Regions from separate parts of the Mus musculus genome. Here all the other regions are linked to region 4. The links are chromatin contacts, called in public HiChIP or PLAC-seq, capture Hi-C and promoter capture Hi-C maps. All regions are on one chromosome and are shown on one strand. Each heading gives the region's core, a stretch centred on a gene start, on an enhancer-like site or on the middle of the called end of the contact. The rest is flanking DNA. Distances are from core to core; before and after follow the strand shown.

Region 1 (2,727 bases), core at 111-2,610, 930 kb after region 4:
CTTTACTGTCCTGTTTGTTGTGGAATGTTCCCTAGACCCGTGAAGTGCCACCTAGTATGGTGATGTTGCTCCACTAGGTAGGTGACAGCTTAACATGGACACTTTTAGATTTCCTAGTTCTCTCAGGCATTTCCACGGAGCACTTTAACCCTTGTTTCTCCTTCTGGGGATTGAACCTAGGACCTCAAGTGCACTCTCTCTGAGCTATATTTCCCAGAAGTGCACTTTAGCTTTTGGCCTTTTGTGTAGGCTTAATGGGCAGTTTAGGGAATGGAATGTGATAATCTGCATTTATAGTGCCCTTTAGTTTATCGTGTTTTCGGGTTTTGTTTTTTTTTTTTTTTTTGCTTTTTTTGTTTTTTTTTTTTGAGACAGAGTCTTGCCTCTAACCCAGGCTGGCCTCAATTGTGTAGCAATGCTCCTGATGTTGGGATTTATAGACACACACCACCACACCAGTTCTTATGCCCAGATTTCATTTAGTAGCTCTGGTGGGTATTTAGAAATATCACCATGAATCCAACTGCATAACCCAAGTCAAAGAATAAGCAACATTTAGTGGGTAAAAGCCATGGAGAATGCTATTTGACATTCACCTCCAAGCAATGACTCCACGTCCTCACTTATGCCTGCTCCTTTAAAATCACCACTCCCCATAATGCTGCCATAAAGAGAGATTCCTTTTGTTAGGTTTCAATTACTGGTATTGTTTTCCATGGCTACAGTGCTGCCCATAACAGAATAGAGGCATTTGCAGAGCGTGAATGTCAAAGTGCTTATCTGTTTTGTAAGAAAGGAAATGTCTTGGAGTTTCTGTCTTTCTGGATGAAACTCCATGACCAGAAAGCAAGCTGGAGAGGGAAGGGTTCACTGGGCTTACACTTCCACAGCACTGTTTTTCATCGAAGGAAGAAAGGACAGGACAGGAACTCAAACTGGGGAGGAACCTGGAGGCAGGAGCTGATGCAGAGGCCATGGTGGGGTGCTGCTTACATAGATAGTTCAGCCTGCTTTCTTATAGAACCCAGGACCACCAGCCCAGGGATGGCGTCACCCACAATAGGCTGGGCCCTCCCCTCACCGATCACTAATTGAGAAAATGCCTTACAGCTGGATCTCATGGAGGCGTTTCATCATCTGAGGTTCCTTCCTCTCTGATGACTCGAGCTTGTGTCAAGTTGACAAAACCAGCCAGGACTGGAAACATAGTGACAGATTGATTTTTTTTTTATATATACTAATATACAATGACTTAGTAAATATACATTTTTGTTTATGCCTTGTCATTCCAGTGGGAGTCCACTTTCCTCCTGTATGAGCCAGTTGTCTGGATAATTTCACCTCCATTGGAAAGAGTAATAGCCCCAGTTTCAAATGCTGAATTCAGATCCAAGCCAAGTGTTTCTTTTATGGTTGTTGAAGTACATCCTTTCCAGTTATTTCTACAGTAGAAAGATACAGAAGGTAACAGCTTTCAGTAAGTTTACAAATCAGGAGATAAGTATCTTTTCAAGGGGCTCAGTGGTTAGAGCACCGTCGGCTCTTCCAGCCTAGCTGAATTCCTGTTAACTCTCACCGCTTCCGAAGGGTTTTTTGGGGGTTTTTCTCTGCTATTGCGGTCATGACATCCTCAGTGTGGTAATTTTATTTCTTTCTTTGCAATCTAGACATTTCCTGATTCTTTCTCTTGCCTAATTGTCTCTGTTGGGACTTCCAGTACAATGTCAAATATAAGTGGCTAGTGTGACATCCTCTTCTTACTCTGGGTCCCTAAGGGAAGTTTCCACTCTTTACCCTTGGTGTCATATTGGCATTGGAACCCTTCAGATTGGGGAATTTCCTTTGTATTCCTAGATAAATGGTGTTTTTATTGTGACAGGATATCAGCTCCTAACTGTTTTCATGAACAGATGGGAAGGCTTTATGGGGCAGTTGAGCTATGCCGCCTGTGTCAGGAAACATTTTGCTGATGAGTCCCTATGTCCCTTACAAGGTACAAATCAAGTGGAAAGACGTACAAGTGCTCACTAATGGCATTAAACAGCTCCACAATTGATATACATTGAATGCTTTCTGAGTCTATTAAGCTGACTCTCTTCATTAACTCAAGTTAATTTGAGTTTGTGTTCACTTGCCTAAGGATACAGAGACACTAGAACATAGATACAAGATGACTTGTTTCTATCAGCTGCTTCCTTTGAATACTTCTTTATTACCTGACCTTGGATTCTCAAAGATTCAGACAATTGAGATGCCTCTTGTCACCCTTGAAGTAGTGGTAGTGAGTCCCTCCCCCTTCCCATTCCCCTCCCCATCCCCCTCCCCCTTCCCCTCCCTCTCCTTCTCTCCTTCCTCCCTCCCTCTTTTCTCTATCTCTCTGCATGTTTTAGGGATGCCACCATAGCAAAGCTTGAACATTGAGCTTCCTGGTAGAACTAAAGCCTGTATCTATCCGTAATAGATTTCTACTTAGGAAACATGTTGCTGAGTTCTAAAGGAAGTGTCTCAAAAATGAGACTTAATAGTTAACCTGCCTTAGAAGAAAATTGAGCTAAATGCGTTCACAGGTATCTGGCTAATTTTTTTTCTTTAATTCTTTTAGTCGTGTGTTCACAGTAGGGGCCTTTGCTTAATGGGTGTTGTTACCATATGCAGCCATTCTATGCAATAATCCCAATACTCAAAAGACTAAGACAGGAGGATTCCAAATTTGAGAGCAGCCTGGTC
Region 2 (2,754 bases), core at 91-2,590, 530 kb after region 4:
TGAACATTGAAGAAACAGCATCGTTTGAGGCTGGGGACATGTTGGATGAAGGGGTTCTCGTGTATCCTTCAGTACCATGTCTGATCATAGCAGGTGCTCTAAGTAGGAGGCGGGCAATCAGAGGACAGGCTCTCAAGGAATTGCTGGGGAGAAGCTCTGATATCCACGGGGAGGGAAAAGCTTGCATGTTCTAGACACCCTATCCTTCTGAGCAGGAAGTAGAGAAATGTGACTGCATGACCCTATTAGTTCACATTTATGTTAGGACATTCTGGAAGTTTCCAAATGAAGCTGGGAAGGATGGGGCGGTCGTGAAACTTTGGAAACTATACTTCTGCATATAGTTCAGATTCACCACCCACAGGAGGGTATTGCCGGTCCCACACCCAAATTCTACATTACCATTGAAACCATGTGCTAAAATCTGCTCTGAGCATCACCTTTCTCCTCTAGATGAGGTGGTGGCACGTGCCCCAACTGCTCATGGATGCTGGCTGGGTAAGAGCTCTGAGAGGTGAGCATTTGTGTGCCCAGAGAAATAAAAAGAGGCTGGGAGGAGGAGGAAAGGGGTGGGGTGAGGAGGATGTGAGGGACAGAGGTGAAGAAGAGGGCAAGATGAGAGAGGGCATGGATGATGCAGACATCAAAGAAGAGGGTGTGGGGCAGCTTTCCAGACTTCTGTCTCCTGAAAGGGGCAGAATGGGAGGCTCACTGGGCCACTGACCTAGGACCTCAGACTTGGTCAAATCACTCATGTCAACTGGTTCCCAACCCCCTCGTCTCTTTCCCCAAATACCCTGGTCTAAAGCAAACCCTTGAGCCTGCCAAGCATTCTAAGGATGGGGTTGGAGTGCTTACAGGTGGGTGGGGCCTCAACTGTCACTTCTGACACCTATTTGGTGCTCTTAGGAACAAGGGGGTCCTAGCATGTGAGATGGAGGAAACACTTGGAAGACAAAGGCCCAGCAAAAGGCAGTGGGTAAACAGATAACACCAAGGAGGGAACAAGGGCCCCAGGATCAGGGAAAAGAGAGAGGACCTAGCTTGTGATTCTCTGTAATAATAATTCTGATGTAGATATTCGTTGCCACTCTTAAGAAGAAACCGAGGCTTAGAGTGTGGGTGAATCAGACGGCTACCTGGTATGACCCCACCTGACCACCACCCCATTCTGTCTCCTTCCTTGGCTCGGGACTGGCCCCCAGTCGGTACAGCCTGTTTCCAGCGGCTAAGTGGAAATGGCTGTGACTTAGCTCACAGCTCCCTGTTGCTGATGCTGGTGCTCACTGGTCATTGCTCCGGGCTGGGCTTCTACACTAATTAGATGCCTAGAGGCTGTGGGCAGACTGGGAGGGCTGGCCTTGGGAATCCCCCTGGACTCCACACCCCACAAACTCCAGAAGCTCACAGCTGAAAGAATGAAAGCGCTTTTCATGGAATTCCAACAGGAAAACCACAAGAACATTCCTGCTGCTGAGATCCAGCTGAGAGCTGGAAGCCATATGCCCTGCGGAGGAGGCTGGGCATCGAGTGGGAGAGGGGTTGGATGGAGGGCTCATCCCATTCCCCAGGGTGATCCAAAAAAAAATTCCCCGACCTCTGACCTCCCTGGAGTTTAGCCTCCTGATGGGGGCAGGTTGTTTCAGAGGCAGAAAGTACACTTCCCAGTCTTGCTGTCTGCTCACAGTTGGCTACCCTGTCCAGGGCACATTCCCTCTGGTTCCTCGTCTTTCAGTGGCAGCTGCTGCGTCTCCTGCTCCACCATTGGTCTTGCTAATAAGACAGTATGAGGACATGGAGCACAGGAAAGACTCACTCTTGAGGCTATAGGGATGGGCTCAGTGGGTAAAATGGCTTCTGTACACATGTGAGGGTCTGCATTTGGATCCCAGTGCCCACAAAAGATGCCAAGTCCGTGATCCCCACAGTAGGGAGGCAAAGGTTGGCAATTCCTGGGGCTTGCTGGCCAGCCAGTCTACAGTCTAACTGGATTGGTGAGCTCCAGCTTCAGTGACAGATGTTGCCTGCCTCAAATATATATATACACACATATGTATATATATACACACACATATATATCCATATATATATACACACATATATATCCATATATAACCATATATAAACCACATATATAAAAAACCATATATATAACCATATATATATAAAACCATATATATATATAACCATATATATATAGTAGAGAGTGATTGAGGAAGGCAGGCAAATATCTTATGCTGATCTCCGGCCCTTACACGCCCATGCATATACACACAGATGTGCTCATGCTCACTGCACACAAGCTTATGAGTGTGCATGCCCAGAAGGCCATACTCCGGAACTTAGTTGCCTCTCCAAACAGATGTCTTCAGCAGTCGTGACTGGAGACATATACCACACATCTGTATCCTGGGCTCTCGTGATGTGCCTGCTCTCTGGCTGAAGGGTGAGCACAGCCCAGTTAGAGGAGCCCAGAGGCCTCCACCAGGAAGCACCGTGACAGTATGAAGGTGCTGAAAGGGAAACGTCGTCGAGCTGCCCGCACGAGCAAGCCATGGTTCAGCGCTAGCAAGCTGGTGAGAAGTTTCTAAAAATATTGGTAAAGCCAGCTGTGGAGGGGACATTCACCTCAGAATCAGCAAATGTCACCCAATACAATAGCTGAGAAGAGGGCCCGCTTTCCTCTGCTGGACGAGCGGCTCTTGCTTTCTGTCTGTGAATGTTCTCAGAAGCAGAGCACATTTAGCCCTGGAG
Region 3 (2,777 bases), core at 187-2,686, 590 kb after region 4:
CAAAAATGAAAATAAATCTTAAAAAAGGATATATCCTTTTTCATTGCATTTATTTATACATACACACATATATGCATATACATATATTTCTAAAGTGTGTATATACACATATATATGTGCACACATGCACATGCGTAGAGGACTGTTTTCAGGATCTGGTTCTCTCCTTCCACCATATGGGTCCTAGGGATTGAACCCGGGTCACCAGGCTCAGTGATATCTCCCTGAACTATGATATATTCTAAGAAACAAAAATCATGAACCAGACAGTAGAAAAAGATGTTCGGTTAGCCTCCAGGAACTCTATATTCACAGCTGTTATGGCCTGAACCCAGACCGTGCCAACTCCGCATGGTACCGTCTAGCAGACTGGAGTGAGGTCTAACCTCAACTTGCACCCAGGATGAATGAGAACAGTGGGAGGGGCATGGGGGTGAAGTTCCTGCCCTGGGTCTTCGGCTGCCTAAGGTCTTGTTTTGCTTCTTTGAGGAGACCTGCTCCTCCCTCCCTCAGCCTTAGTGTCTCTGTTCCAGGGCAGTACCAATTCTAAGACCTTGATTAATTCTTAAGGAATATTCCAAAACTATCATCTAAGAGTCAAGACCCTGGGTTCAAGATCTGGGATGACTGGAGTATCAAGTTAGGAAGACTGGCCAGAGCAGATCAGCTCCAGAATAATAGAGCTATGAGCCCCAGACCAGCCAAAGCTGACGGCACTGAGCAGGACTTCACTGGTCTTCCGCTCAGGAAAACCCCATTCTGCCCTTAGCCAGCAGGAGAAAGAAAACAGGAAACACATGTTCTTAAAGGGACGCTGTGCACCTAGACTCAAGATGCCCTCCAGGGAGTCTGTGCCCTACATGGGGGCTTCTTACCCAGCCTGGGGAACCTGCCCTGATCGGCCCTTGAAGAAGAGAAACATTTGTCAAACTTATACAAAAAACACCAAAACTGTAGGCAGGATATTTGTAGTCTTACTAATTCCTGTGCAACCTTGAGCAAGGGGGCTCAGCCTCTCTGGGCCTGTGTTCTCTCTCTCTCTCTCTCTCTCTCTCTCTCTCTCTCTCTTTTCTCTGCTTCACACACCTCACTGGCTTTGCAACTATAAAGTATCACACACATAAAAACAAGTAGGAATGCCAGCGAGTCTTCCCATGCTCCCCACCGCTCCCCGTGCTCCCCTCCATTCCCCGTGCTCCCCACCCCTTCCTGCAAGTTCTAAGTTCCAGGATGCCTCCTCCAATTGCCCCAGAGGAGTGACTCACCCATGATGGCCCCTCTGGCATTCATCCTTTGCTTCTTCTCCTGTCAGGAGCTTGGCATCCTTCTCATCAGGTGTCTGGTCATCCTGTCATAAACTCAGAAACACCTTGAGGTCTGGCAGCCTGGCTACTCTTCATGTCCCTCCTTTTGGCAGCAGGTGTGTAAGAAGCCCTGGCTAGAGGTACAAGGCCTGGGTGAGAGAAAGCACGTTGTGACGTGCCTGAGCTCCACCCACATCTCTTCCTTTGATCCAGTTCTGACTGATGGGGACTTTTGGACTTGACCATCACAGTTGCTGGGCCCAGGTCACCGAGCCCAGAGGAGAGCAACCTGAAGTGGACTCTAGGGTCTCTTAGAGGAGACTTGGGAGGCACTCAGAATGCCTGAAGTTTTAAGAGGATAATGTGTGTACCAGCTCGTTGAGGGTGTCCACCTGTGCCCTCCATTTCCCCTCAGGAACATCCATGGTTTTTCCTTTTAAAACCGGGCCTGGGACCAATAACCTACCAAGCATCTTAAAGAAGGGCTAAGAATGGCTGGGCAGTGGCGGTGCATGCCTTTAATGTCAGCACTCAGGCAGAGACAGGGGCAGGGGCAGGGGCAGGGACAGGGGCAGGGGCAGAGGCAGAGGCAGGTGGGTCTCTTTGAGTTTGAGAGCAGCCTCATCTATAGAACATGTTCCAGGAGAGCCAGGGCTACACAGAGAAACTCTGTCTCAAGCAAACAAACAAACACAAACGAGGAGAGCTAAAAGGCCTCCTGAGGAGGGAGCATCCTGGGCTATGGGCTCAGCTCTATGAGCAGAGCAGAGCAGCTAAAAGCATGGAGATGGGTGGGTGTGAGCCTGGTCCTCACCGTGAGAACAAAATCTAAGCGGTAGATGGTAGCACCCAGGCCGAGGAGACAAGATGAGCTTGCGCCTCCTGTCTCTCTCTCTCCTGTGTGCCTGCTGACTGCAGAGGACTCTGAGCCATCCCATAAGGAGAGCAGAGTCATTGAGAGTCTGGGCCCCTGAGGCAGCACACAGACAGCCTCCTCCCAGCCAGGAGCCCACCCCAGGCGGTTCAGTCAGGGAAATGTGAGGATCTGTTTGTTTTACCAGCAAACATTACAGTGAGGCGAGTACTTAATGGGGGCAAGACTGCAGGAAAAACGGCCCGACGCTTCTAGTATCTTCTGGCCCACCTCCAACGTGGGCTTTGGAGTGTGGTCAGGTTCCCTCACTCAACCCTGATGTCATAAGTGTGCTATGTCAGAAACACAGATGAATGCGTTGGAGTCCTTTCACGATGTCAGCATGTGTTGAGTAACAAGAAATCTACAAGGTACAGCTGCTCCACTGGCAGAATGTCAGCAAGTAGCCTCGCTTGCCTTGATAGCTCTGGCCAAGGCAAACACCGTTTCTTTTTATTATAATCTTAACTGCTAATATTAACTCTCAGATCATACATCATGCAAACACATGGACACACAGAGAGAGAGAGCTTTAAAAAAGCAAAACAAAAAAGTCCACA
Region 4 (2,700 bases), core at 2-2,501:
TTCTCAACACTTTCAACGTCCCTAGTGACAGGACTGTATGGCTTCCACTTCTAAAAATGTCCTCTCTAAGTTTTGAACTCTAAGGGGATCTACCTTCTCTGCAGGGGGCAGACAAAAACTGAGGTTTTCCAAAGACTTCCAGTGACTTCGGAAATATTTACTGGCACAAAATAAACTGTTTATAGTTGTGGAGTGAACGCTCTTTTCTCTGAATCTCTGACTTCCTGTTTCTTTTCCAGCTCCTAAAAGGGGGTGGGAGAGGTTTGAAAAGACTAAAGTCCTGGGAAGGGAGGAAGGGAGAGAGGGAAAGAGCGAGGGAGGGAAGAAGGAAAGTTACTACCTAGACTCACACTGATGGAATTTAGATAATCCCCTAAAGCCTATATATTCTTTAGAACAGTTGGGTTGTAGGTTATGTCCTGCCTACCCCCAATGCAGAAAAGATGTCTTTAACTAGGCTGAAGCATGCTTGTTCAAAGAACCTTAGCACCTAGCCCTACTTGGGGCATGCCTGCCCTTCAGCGGCACTGCCCAGAACAGCCTTCTCCTCCACACTCCTCCTGGACACACACACACAGCCTATGAGGTCCAGGCTTGCAAAGACTGGAACTTTCACAAAGAAGCCAGTGACCCTCAGGTAGCCGGGCTAGAGGAGAGTTTTTGCAAGGCAGGGTGCCTCAACTCCTCCGGGGACAGATTCGTTTCGGGGTATGTCACCTTAGGGCGCTCTGGCGTCGGGCGGTCGGGCAAGCAGAGGTGTTAAAAATGAAAAGCTGGAGAACTGTGGTCCCGGGGTCCCCTCAAAGCACGGCTCATCAGAAGCGCAGGCCGAACTGTTGCATCGCCGATGGGACCCAAGGCGCGCGGGGACGCGGGGCTGCCCCGCAGCTCCCCTACCCGACGACCCCCAGCGGTACCACAAGCCAGGGGCCCTGCTTTTCTAACAGAACGTCACAGGAGCCCGAGGAACGTAGAGCCGTCCCCAGCCAGCTCCTGCGGGCGACCCGGGACCCGGCCGAGCCAGGGCGCGAGGCGTCCTGCGCTGCATCCCTGTCCCACTCCGCCGACCCCGCCGACCCCTTCCTCGCCGGCAACCCAGGACGCCCTGGTTCCCGGGGTAAGGAACCCGGGAGGCTCGGTCCCCGAGGACGCTGGACCCCGCGCTCTGCCCACCTGCCTACCTCTGCGGCGGCGCCTGATGTTCCGGCTCGCCAGTCACCCGGCTCCGCCGGCTTCCCCGGCTCTCAGCCCGCGCCGACCGCACTCGGAGCTCCGAGCGGCCGGGACAGCGCCGCCTCCTGCGGGATTGGCGGCCGGAGTAGCTAATCGGAAGACGCAGCCGACCACCTGGCGTCACTGGAGGAGGTGTTTATAACTCTAGCTCCTCCCGGTGCCCCTCGGAGTAAAGAGCCCTGACCCAAGAGGTATTCCCACTGCCTTCCCCACACCTAGATTTTAAGGCCTGATGAAGCACTTAGTCACCTCTTTTCCATTCCTTTTGCCTCGATTGGACCTATGGACCATCCTGTTGCATTGTCTCTAGGCGTGAACTCTCTCCTCTGGCCAGTCTGTCTTTCTACATTAACTAGTGTAAGTGTGCACTTTGCCAAGGCCTTTATTGTCTTCCAGGTTGGGTTTAAATGGCCAAGAACGGATTCCGTGTGTAGCCTGAAAAACCTCCCTCGTAGTTGTGCAAGTTTAGTTTTTACAGCTGCTGCTCACACCTCGGGTGACTGTGGTCTGAGGTCTGAGGAATCCAGCTGGGAGCATTGACATGCTGTTTCCTTCCCACCTTTAAAAGTTCTATCTCTCCTCTCAGCCCAGTGAGTCTCCAGACTGCCCCACATAGTGGAAACCTCTGCTCCCGTTTTTTGCCCTCAGAACGTCCGGTTTTTTGCCTCTCTTGGAGTGAGTGCACACGTTTGCCTGACCTACTATTGCCACTGTAGGCCAGCAAGCATTTCAAAGGGAGGAGCTGTTATGTTCTTTTGCAAATCGCACAAAAGCATATTGCGTGAGCACATGAATGATAAATCTGGTTGGATTTCACATCCCAAGCAGGGGCCTAAAGAGGCCAGTCTTGGGAGTTGTTAAGGGACCAGAGAGAGGGGAGAGGGAGGAGAGGGGAGGGAAGGGGAGGGAAGGGGAGGGGAGTGGGAGGAGAGGGACAAATTCTGGATGTTAGAGGTAATCCTTCCCCAGGTCATCAAACTAGGTCAGACAAATTGCTCTCTTTGATACACAGTTCACTAATAGAAGGCATCAGAAGGCTTTTCCCACTTCAGTCTTTTTACAAAAGAAAAAGCCAACCTTATATATATATATAAAAAATACTAAAGTGATAAATTTTGCAAAGTTCCTTAGAGGGAAAGCCCTAAGTGAAAACAAATAAGGCCAGCAAGCAAGCACCAGGCGTCCATGTTTCTTCCAGATGAGCACTAATTTTGGACTGGATCCCAGACAACCCCCACACATCAAATTCTTTCTGCCTTCTGTGGGAGCTGATGATGCATAGCATATGAAAAATTGTCTCCAAACAGCCTTGGCAAACAAGCAGGCTGGACTGGGCTCATTTTACAGAGCATGCGGGAGTTAAATCAACAGTTAAAGTAACTTGCATAATTTAGCACAGCAAGTCAGCAGAGACCCAACAAGAGAAAGACGGAGGATGCCAAAATAGAATCACTTCCGTTTGTGAGT
Region 5 (2,700 bases), core at 193-2,692, 660 kb after region 4:
ATAGATAGATAGATGATAGATAGATAGATAGATAGATAGATAGTAGATAGATAGATAGATGATGATGATGATAGATAGATAGATAGATAGATAGATGATAGATAGATAGATAGATAGATAGATAGATAGATAGATGGTAGATAGATAGATAGATGATAGATGATGATGATGATAGATAGATAGATAGATAGATAGATAGATAGATAGATAGATAGATAAATCGATCGATAGATAGTGTCCCCTATCACTCTTGACAGGATGTTTCTGGTCTATACTATTGCTTTGCTTTGAAATAAAACTCCTTTGCTTCTTTGCAATTTGTTTCTGCCTTTATTTTAGTTTTCTTGAATAAAAGTCTGGGAACCTGGAAACACCAGATCCAAGCAACGTCTGCTGGTTACTACTGGTTTTGTCCCAGTAATGGGTGCAAGTATGGACATTTGAGCCTCTCGTGGCCAGCACACACATCTGGTTCTCCCTTCATGGCAGTTTGATCTCCCAGAAACATGGGGAGAATTGCCTAAGTCTTTTGAGGTTTGGTCTTTTGCTGTGTATTGTAGGGCTAAGTGCAAGCCCCTAAGACCTGGTTCCCTGAGAGAAAGTCTGAGTGTAGACCCAGTGACTTTGCACCCAAGTTATTTCTCATTGGTAAATAAAGATGCTGACAACCAATAGTTGGACAGAAGAGACATAGGTGGGGTTTAGGATTCCAGGACTGGGGGTCTGAGGAAAACCATGAGGGAGAAGAAGGTGAAGGAGGGAGAGAGAAGCCATGGGTTCTCGAGGGAGAACCTGAGGGCTGACCAATTGGAGTTAAGAGCAGCATAGATGAAACATAGTAAATAATAACTTGGGGTTATTGATAGGAAGGTAGATTCTAATAGCATAGAGGGTAGGTATCTGCCCAGCTCTTGTGCTGATTAAGGCTTATTGTAAATATAAAGGTTGTGTGTCTTTTATCCAGGAACTGAATGATCAAGGTGATAGAGAAACCCCAGATTGGGATTAAAAAATTTCAACAACATATGTCTGGTAGGAAGAATGGAAGGATGCTGCTAACATGACTCAACCCGCTCTGCAGCCCCCACAGCAGAGCAAGCAAGCACCTGCAGCACTGGAGACAGGGCGTGGTCCTAAGGAAACGCTACGTGTAACCAGCTGTCCTCAGCCACCAGGAATAGGACGTGTGTTAGTCACTTTTCTCCTCGCTGTCACACAAAACCTGACATGAGCAACATTCAGGCTGGGTCTCCTCAGTTACACCTCCTGCAAATATCCTTTAGCTACTGTGGTGGTCTGAATGAAGATGGCCCACATAGGCCCATACGGAGTGCCACTAAAGAGGTGTGGCCTTGTTGGAGTGGGTGTGGCTTTGCTGGAGGATGCGCGTCACTAGGGGGCGGGTCTGAGGAGCTCAAGCTGGGGCTTAGTGGCTCAAGGTCTCTTCCTGATGCCTTCGGATCTGGATATAGAATGCTCTCCTCCTCTCAAGCACCAGGTCTGCCTACACACGGCTGTGCTTCCCACCATGATGATAATGAACTAAACCCCTGAAACTAAGCCAGCCCAGAGTATGTTTTCCATCATGAGAGCTGCCATGGTCATGGGGTCTCTTCACAGCAAGAGAACCCCTGACTCAGACAGGTATCTTGTTATATGAGCCTTTAACTTTCCCCTTAGCTGAACGGGTTTTCTTTGCTTGTTTTTCTGTCTTGTTTCATTTTTATATTCCTAAGATTTATTTAGTTATGAGCGTTTGCTTGCATGTATGTTTTGTTCACTGTGTGTGTGTATGTGGTGCCATTAAAAGCCAGAAGAGGGCATCAGATCCACTGGAACTGGAGGTACAGGCAATTGTGAGCTGCCATGTGGATACTGGGAACCAAACCTTGGCCCTCTACAAGAGTAGCAAGTGCTCTCAGTGGCTGAGCCATCTCTCTAGACGTGTGTCTTTGAATTGTTTAAATTACACTTTTATTTAGTGGGGGGAGGGGTGTACTTGCTTGTCACCTAGCATATAAATCCTCAGCATCCCATAAGCTCCCGGTTAATTGGAGTCTCCGTTACTTGCAGGTGTGAGGAGGATCTTGATAGGTTAGAGAAGAAGAAACCTATGTCTTCTACCTGAACTCTTTAAAAAAAAAAAAAAAGACAAGACCCAAGGCTGAGGAGATGGCTCAGTGGTTAGGAACACTGGCTGCTCTTCCAGTTTCAATTCCCAGCACCCACATGGCAGCTCGAAACAGTCTGTAATTCCAGGGGATCTGACACCCTCATATGGACATACATGTAGGCAAAACACCAACGAACATAAGATAAATAAGTCTTTAAAAAAAATACAGCTCTGACAACACCTGGATTTTCACCTTCGAGCCCCATTCAGGCTTCAAAACTAAAGATGATAGATTGGTGTATGTGGCAGGACATCGGGTTGCTTTGTCTTGTCTTGTCTCTCGGGACTGGGGATTAAATCAAAGGCATTATGAATAATAGCCAAGTGTTCTATCTCTGAGCTATATCCCCTGCCTTTTTGTTTTGTTTTGTTTTGTTTTTTGTTTTTTGAGACAGGGTTTCTCTGTGTAGCCCTGGCTGTCCTGGAACTCACTCTGTAGACCAGGCTGGCCTCAAACTCAGAAATCCGCCTGCCTCTGCCTCCCAAGTGCTAGGATTAAAGGCATCCCCTGCCATTTTAAATAAAAA

What was found. Promoter capture Hi-C pulls out the DNA fragments that hold promoters and counts their contacts. HiChIP or PLAC-seq counts read pairs in DNA pulled down with a chosen protein or histone mark. Capture Hi-C pulls out chosen DNA fragments and counts their contacts.
Region 1: a contact with region 4 is called in a promoter capture Hi-C map of hematopoietic stem and progenitor cells, with 3 times the contacts expected there. The contact joins the enhancer-like site here to the promoter of Plekhh2 in region 4. A contact is called at or near these places in 4 of 39 promoter capture datasets (HPC-7-derived erythroid cells, hematopoietic stem and progenitor cells, liver and 1 more) and 1 of 115 datasets of contacts at active chromatin or transcription factors (pancreatic cancer cells).
Region 2: a contact with region 4 is called in an HNF4G HiChIP or PLAC-seq map of pancreatic cancer cells. The contact joins the enhancer-like site here to the promoter of Plekhh2 in region 4. A contact is called at or near these places in 5 of 39 promoter capture datasets (the 3T3-L1 cell line, the C10 cell line, cranial neural crest and 1 more), 2 of 115 datasets of contacts at active chromatin or transcription factors (large pre-B cells and pancreatic cancer cells) and 1 of 9 other capture datasets (macrophages).
Region 3: a contact with region 4 is called in a capture Hi-C map of macrophages, with 3 times the contacts expected there. The contact joins the promoter of 1810073O08Rik here to the promoter of Plekhh2 in region 4. A contact is called at or near these places in 14 of 39 promoter capture datasets (the C10 cell line, the SN4741 cell line, cranial neural crest and 9 more), 1 of 484 Hi-C or Micro-C datasets (bone marrow-derived macrophages) and 2 of 9 other capture datasets (adipose tissue and macrophages).
Region 5: a promoter capture Hi-C map of neural stem cells shows a contact between it and region 4. The contact joins the promoter of C430042M11Rik here to the promoter of Plekhh2 in region 4. A contact is called at or near these places in 5 of 39 promoter capture datasets (the 3T3-L1 cell line, cranial neural crest, hippocampal neurons and 2 more), 1 of 484 Hi-C or Micro-C datasets (cortical neurons), 9 of 115 datasets of contacts at active chromatin or transcription factors (T-cell acute lymphoblastic leukemia, bone marrow-derived macrophages, cardiomyocytes and 6 more) and 1 of 9 other capture datasets (adipose tissue).

Annotation. Positions count from the first base shown.
Region 1 is chr17:83,579,899-83,582,625 of GRCm38.p6, reverse strand. It overlaps a transcript of Kcng3 not described here. Among named protein-coding and RNA genes, the nearest start is that of Gm34801, 13 kb to the right of the region's middle. Within about 2 kb of position 1,360, at least 21 of the 459 cell types and tissues checked have an H3K27ac peak or open chromatin away from gene starts, as enhancers often do. A contact at or near this core is called in hematopoietic stem and progenitor cells, where this site is marked.
Region 2 is chr17:83,978,022-83,980,775 of GRCm38.p6, reverse strand. No RefSeq gene overlaps it. Among named protein-coding and RNA genes, the nearest start is that of Gm35457, 15 kb to the right of the region's middle. Within about 2 kb of position 1,340, at least 64 of the 459 cell types and tissues checked have an H3K27ac peak or open chromatin away from gene starts, as enhancers often do. A contact at or near this core is called in pancreatic cancer cells, where this site is marked.
Region 3 is chr17:83,916,593-83,919,369 of GRCm38.p6, reverse strand. It overlaps 1810073O08Rik (RIKEN cDNA 1810073O08 gene), which reads right to left and starts at 1,436. Exons shown (of 2, transcript NR_166916.2): 1 at 1,266-1,436.
Region 4 is chr17:84,510,446-84,513,145 of GRCm38.p6, reverse strand. Plekhh2 (pleckstrin homology domain containing, family H (with MyTH4 domain) member 2) reads right to left here and starts at 1,251. Exons shown (of 30, transcript NM_177606.4): 1 at 1,182-1,251.
Region 5 is chr17:83,853,160-83,855,859 of GRCm38.p6, reverse strand. C430042M11Rik (RIKEN cDNA C430042M11 gene) reads left to right here and starts at 1,442. Exons shown (of 2, transcript NR_155491.1): 1 at 1,442-1,644.